Regions from separate parts of the Sus scrofa genome. Here region 2 is linked to region 1. The links are chromatin contacts, called in public HiChIP or PLAC-seq maps. All regions are on one chromosome and are shown on one strand. Each heading gives the region's core, a stretch centred on a gene start, on an enhancer-like site or on the middle of the called end of the contact. The rest is flanking DNA. Distances are from core to core; before and after follow the strand shown.

Region 1 (3,338 bases), core at 487-2,986:
GAATCTAATATCCAGCACAAATGAACATCTCCTCAGAAAAGAAAATCATGGACTTGGAGAAGAGACTTGTGGCTGCCTGATGGGAGGGGGAGGGAGTGGGAGGGATCGGGAGCTTGGGCTTATCAGACACAACTTAGAATAGATTTACAAGGAGATCCTGCTGAATAGCATTGAGAACTTTGTCTAGATACTCATGTTGCAACAGAAGAAAGGGTGGGGGAAAAAATGTAATTGTAATGTATACATGTAAGGATAACCTGACCCCCTTGCTGTACAGTGGGAAAATAAAAAAAAATATTAAAAAAAATAAAAAAGAAAGGATTTCTAATTATTTATGAATCACGGCCAAGCAACTAGAGTCAAATTTGAATAAATATGTTATAATAACTATATAATTTTTAAATCTAATTTATAGAAATCCATAAAACTCTATGCATATATAGTGTGTTTAATGTGAAATGTGGGTGCTTTGTAACATGTATGCTTGGATATAGAGTGGGGAATCTCTGAAAGTAGTAGTTTGATCCATAAAATTATTAAATAAGCCTTGTTGATAAACATTACCCTGATGTTACCATTCCTGTGATGATGTCATTTATTCTAATTTATAGATATGTTGACTTAATATGGAAATGTCTTTGGAAATATCTTTGACTCTTCAACTTGAAGTCAGAACACACCTGTTAATATGTATTATTATAATTAAAATTTTTAATAAATAATCTTGTGTGAAATAGCTAATATATTTAAATCAATCCTTCCCAGGAAATGCACTCTACTATCTGCTAAATGAAAGTTTTTCCAATGATCAAACTGGACCAGAAAGTTTTACCACTGAATAATACTGATTAGAAATTCAAGTCCCTGGACTTCAGTTCAACTCTGAACTGTTTAATCCAAGAAGAACAATTGGTCCTGCTTTGTATTATCATAAATTATCATCTTTTTTTCACATCGCTCCCTAGTTCTCTCAGGAGTAACAGCCAGTTGGGAGTATATTCATTTACAAAAGGATTATGAAAATTCAATAGCTTAAAATTTAACAGATCAACCTGGCAGAACTGTCAGAGATGAATGATGCTTTAAGGGCAGAAAATTTTAGAAGACACATAGTAAGATACTGTCCCAAAGATCTGTTTACTACCATGCAGGGTAAGATGGTGTTGGTTTCTTTCGGATAATTTCGACACCACTTCTAGTGACAGAAGAGACCCATGTTCTATTTTGTTTAACTGTGGAAACAAATACATGAGTGGGACCAGCAGCTTCCTCCTGAGAATAGACTCCAGGGTCACAGAAAAATTCCCTTTTCTTTCATTCTGTGGATTTCACAATAGAGGCTCTCTGTCAACGCTAAGGCACTGAAGTCATTTTGCAAACAAACCTTCAAAATAAAAATACCCTCCGATGACATAGCATATCTCGGTGTGAAGACGTGGAAATGGTGGTATTATTTCAGTGCCCTCTTCATTGCTTTTACGCCAGGGTATTTCCTGTGTCTGAATCTTCTATGCAAAATCTGACCTTAAATTGGGCTAACCAATACTAGCTCAAAGCTTTGTGGTTTTTCTTGAGTAATATAGACTGTTTTTGAAATTTGGGAAGAAAGACAAGAGGATTTGTCTATCTGAGGCTTATGGGAACTTCAGACACGCGTCTCCTGAAGTCCTCCATAGAAACAAACAGTCTGGTACCAGTAGCCCCATTACTTAGCCTTCCTTAAACACCAGGTCAGATGTTTTGCTTCCCTGTTTCCTGTTTCTGTCTTCAAGAGATATTCCAGCTTTGCTCTTACACCCCATCTGCATTGTCCGTCCTCACCTCTGCCCCCGCCACCCAGGGAATCTGTTTATGAAGCCATCTGGTTAATCTCTGAAAGCCACAGTGCTGGCGGCCCTGACCCTAGCTACCAGCAGCTCCCTCTATGGAGGAAAAAAAAAAAGAAAAAAGGGCAGCTTTGTGTTGTTTTTAAGTAGATGAAACTAGCAAGGCCCAGTAACTTCTTTGGAGATCTGGGGCTTGATAAATGAAAATTGAAGAGAAAGATTTTTTTCCCCCAACTTCTCATCCATCCATTTCTAAAAACTGCAATTTATCTGCCTTTCAGTACTAATTGCAGAAATCATTAGGAAAAGTGACTGAACTAAGTGTCAATGTCCAGTGAGCCTGGCATCTCTTAAGTGTGTTTTGAGAACCAGTAGGGCCAGCCGTGGATTCCCCCTCACACATAATTCTGCAGAATTTGAGAATCTACAGCTGTACACAAATCATGAGAAAGTATCTCATAACATCTCAAAATACCTCATCCTGGCAGAGCTTGCAAATAAAAAAAAAGCATGTATAGTAAATGAAGTTTGTGTCTGTGATGGCATTTCAGGAAGGGGGATTGTCAAGCAAGGGGAGGAGAGAAGGGGGTCCCAGGAGCTGTCTCTTACCCAGCCAGCCCTTCTGGGGTTGCTGCTTTCAGTGCTCTCTTGATGAAACCCAGCCGCCCACACAAAGTGAAAAGAGATTTGAGGAAGGTTTACCAAGTGTCTTGGGGAAACTTCTGTGGCCTGCGAATGGCTGTCTGAAAATGCGTACCTGAGGTTTTACATAGATGCCAGGAGTGCTGCCCTCGAACCACGTGGGGAGAGCAGAGTGTCCCCCAGGCTCCACTGCCTGGGGATTTCCAGTCCGAGTGACCAATAAATGATGCTCCCAACACCCAAAATGGCCAGGGTTCTCATTCTGTCACATAACAGAGCCCCATAGCAGCATCTATGCAGACATCCGTCCTTGGTTTTGGCACAAATTGCAGTCCTTCTGGAGGAAGTCATAATAGGAGGGCAAGAGGGACAGAGTTGCAGCTCCTCACTGGAAGCATTACCAGTTAGCTACTCTGACTCTGAACCTCAACTGCCTCATCTTTGAAATAGGGATCATAACTCCTTTTTTTTTTTTTTTTTGGCCTTGGTATGCTGTGGCTTGATGTGGGATCTCAAATCCCAGACCAGGGACTGAGCCTCGGCCAGAGTGGTGAAAGCATGGAATTCTAACTACTAGACCATCAGGGAACTCCTGGGAATCATCATTCTTACATAATTAGTTTTGAGAAATAAATGTATGTGAAAGGACTTTAAAAATGTAAAAGGCACCATGTAAATAGAAGAGAGGCTAAGCTCAGCCCTGGTGCCAACTTGTTGTGTGATCTTAGTGATTACAAATGCAACCACTAAAGGCCCTTCACTGTGAACCCGTGAAAACCCAAAGAAAAGAAATTAAATAGCCAGGTAACTTTCTATATGGCTAATATGACACTCAATGCAAATGTGCTCTCTGGGCCTGACTGCCTGGAG
Region 2 (3,338 bases), core at 453-2,952, 360 kb after region 1:
TTGAGTTTCATTTTTAGTTAAAAATACTCTTAAATTAACAATTCTTAAACTATTTGGTCTCAGAATTCCTTTACACTCTTAAAAATAATTGAACCCACAAGCTTTAGTTTTTGCAGGTATATCTATCAACATTTACAGTATTAGAAGTTAAAACAAACTTCTTAATATTTATGAATTTATTAAATAATAATATAAATATGTATGTATTATTCCTATATAAATAATAAAAAAGAGCAATAATGTTTTATGAAAAATATTTTCAAAAACAAAGTAATTTAATGTCAAGAGTGTTATTATACTACATATCTACAAATCTTAGTAATGTCTGGCTCAATAGACAACAATTAAATTTTGTTATCTGCCTCTGCAATCATTCTGTTGTGATAGCATGCACATTTGGAAAACTTCTCAGTATCATCAGGAAAAAAGTGAGAGTGAAAGGTATTATTATGAAAAAATAGGTTTGACATACAGACTCTGAAAGTGTCTTGGGGACCTTCACTGGTGCCCAGAAGATACTTGGAGAACCATTGATTGCTCTATGTCAGCTTTTATCTGTTCCTTCAGTCTTGAACTAGCAGGTAAAACCCCGGAATCAGTGAAGGTGTGGGAAGTTAATTATTTTGACATCCCAGTAATGAGTCAGGGGGTTGGGGAATGGGAAGTAGAAAAAAAGCTTTAACCTCAACTCATTCTCTTCTTTCTATCTCTCTTTTAACAGTAACCTTTCTGGCCCCACTTCTTGTTTCTTGAATCCTTGATTCGGGGGTATAACATTAACACACATGAACATAACTCTTCTTAACTTAAAAATTAACATGGCTTCTAAAAATTTTTTTTGTACTTTAAAAAAATCAGTAAAATCTGCTTTTTCAACTTTTTTTTTAGGAAGGAAGAGCTACTGTTAACCAGGATACAAGATTAGACAACAGAATCATTGATCTTAGGGTATGCCTTATTTGTTTATGCTGAAATCAAGGTGGGCAGGGATACCATACCTGTCTCAGGGTTATAGAACTAATTGGTATTTACATATAGGTAATGTGATAATACAAGAAATAATTTACCTTTTTGACTAACCCTTCCCCAAAGGAGAATTGCTGTCAACAAGGACAATCAAGTAATAGTTCACAGGATACTGACTTGCTTTGTTTTAAAATGACAAAGGAGGAGTTCCCATCGTGGCTCAGTGGGTTACAAACCCGACTAGTATCCAAGAGGATGCAGGTTTGATCCCTGGCCTCACTCAGTGGGTTAAGGATCTGGCGTTGCCATGAGCTGGGGTGTAGGTCCTATATACGGCTCAGATCCCATGTTGCTGTGGCTGTGGTGTAGGCCAGCAAGCTGCAGCACCAATTTGACCCTTAGCCTGGGAACGTCTATATGCTGCAGGTGCAGCCCTAAAAAAGGCAAAAAATAAATAAAATTACAAAGGGAGGTGAAGCCAATAAATTGGCTTCCTTCCAGGGGATACCTTTTTCAAACAAGTTAGCAAGTGAAAATAGGACCATAAATATTACTCCAAAATTGTGAAAGAAGTTGTGTGCACATTTTACAGCCAGATGGAGATTAGTAGTTAATGTCTCAATCCTTTGAATTAGATCTAGCACAAAATTAGTAATAAAGAAGTAGATGGCCCCGGTAGTGTATATAGTAATCTCATGGGTCTTCTGTTTCCCTTTCTGGTTTGGTTGCAAGTGAAAGAGTTCATTGGTTTCATCATTGTAGTAAAACCATTGTCATCTCCCTTTCTTAATGTTTTGACCACATCTTCCCCCTTTACTTAAATAATCTACCTAAAGGTTAAATGCTTTGTCACCTTAAGAGTTCTTTCCAACTTTTCTGTAGTCATATGGGTCTGCCCTTATTGTACACTGATGTTTCCCCTAATTATTTGGTTTTTGTTTGCTTTTACTTTTCCATTTTAATTTATAGTATACAGAAAAGACTAGCAGTAATCAAAAGTCCTCTTGATACTGCCTAGAAACCTCAGGTTTTTCATAATTTTGGCCACAGTAGTTAACCATCATACTGTATTTGCTGTTTGTTCACACAAGTTACTGGTTAAGCCTTTAATATTTGGCTTTAAGAGTTTTTTATTTTTTTAATTTGACCCACATCTGTTTTGGTCAAGTTTATTGCCATCATTGAAAAACGGAGGATTTAAATCTCCATTAAATCTAGGTGGCTTGGAGTTCCCATTGTGGCTCATTGGGTTAAGAATCTAACTAGTATCCATGAGGATGGGGGTTTGATCCCTGGCCTCACTCACTGGGTTAAGGATCCAGCATTGTTGTGGCTGTGGCATAGGCCAGCACCTGCAGCTCCAATCTGACCCCTACCCTGGGAACTTTCATATGTCATAGGTGCAACCAAATAAATAAATGAATAAATAAATAAATCTAGGTGTTTTTTGGGGGGTGGAGCCGTAAAAATCAGTCAATCAATCAATCTAGGTGGCTTTTATTAAAAAGTTAGAGATAAACACATCAATAACAGGCCTGCATGGCAACATCATCAACTCTAGACAGGGCATTCTGCTGGAAAGTACCATTCATTCACTCTATTTATGTTTTTTGGCCCTTGTAAACATTTACCTTTTTTTAACCCTTACTTTGAGTTTACATTTTTGGGAAGCATTCTGTTCATTAGTAACTTGAAATCTTTTATACATCTTTGCTTATCTAAACTTTTGTGTAATAACCCCAATCCAGTTCTTTTCTAGACCCTTTGCTTAACAAAGAGATGGAGAGGTTGGAAACAAAGGACAAAATTGTCATTCTTCTTCTGTAATATGAAAAATTCTAAGATATATCCTTATTCTGATATTGTCATGTAGCCTGACTTTTCTCTCCTGTAATCAATTGTTTCTCTATGAACTTTGCAGGCAGGTGGCCTGATTAAAAAATATTCCATCTTATTTAATGTCAAATTGATTTAATTAGCTTTTACTATTGTCTTATAGACATCAACTAGTCAGGCAGTCTTCCGTCTCCAGTCTGGCATTTGCCATCTTTTCCGAGAAAATTTAATTAACAAGGGTTTTGTGGAGATCCAAACTCCTAAAATTATCTCAGGTATGCTTTAAGATATTCCTCTTAATTTTAAAAAATAAATTTGTTTTCCCTTGAGTTTCTTAATTTAGTTTTGTGGTGGTTTTTTTTGTTTGTTTGTTTTTGTTTGTTTTTTGTGTTTTTTTTTGCGGATCCCAGGTATTCTTTAAAGTTTATTTCCCAGAGACTGTTTATTTTGAAGACTATGCTGTTTACCACCAGCCACATATCACTAACATCAGTAATATTAAATCCTCTTATTTCAGGAGTTGTTAATGTGATAAT

Evidence for each region. HiChIP or PLAC-seq counts read pairs in DNA pulled down with a chosen protein or histone mark.
Region 2: a contact with region 1 is called in an H3K27ac HiChIP or PLAC-seq map of alveolar macrophages. The contact joins two enhancer-like sites. A contact is called at or near these places in 1 of 47 Hi-C or Micro-C datasets (embryonic fibroblasts) and 1 of 2 datasets of contacts at active chromatin or transcription factors (alveolar macrophages).

The regions. Positions count from the first base shown.
Region 1 is chr15:15,501,810-15,505,147 of Sscrofa11.1, forward strand. The region is part of intron 2 of THSD7B (thrombospondin type-1 domain-containing protein 7B); the gene reads right to left. Among named protein-coding and RNA genes, the nearest start is that of THSD7B, 110 kb to the right of the region's middle. Within about 2 kb of position 1,737, at least 16 of the 83 cell types and tissues checked have an H3K27ac peak or open chromatin away from gene starts, as enhancers often do. A contact at or near this core is called in alveolar macrophages, where this site is marked.
Region 2 is chr15:15,864,024-15,867,361 of Sscrofa11.1, forward strand. It overlaps DARS (aspartate--tRNA ligase, cytoplasmic), which reads left to right. Exons shown (of 16, transcript XM_003133266.5): 7 at 889-948; 8 at 2,966-3,077. Among named protein-coding and RNA genes, the nearest start is that of DARS, 55 kb to the left of the region's middle. Within about 2 kb of position 1,703, at least 1 of the 83 cell types and tissues checked has an H3K27ac peak or open chromatin away from gene starts, as enhancers often do. A contact at or near this core is called in alveolar macrophages, where this site is marked.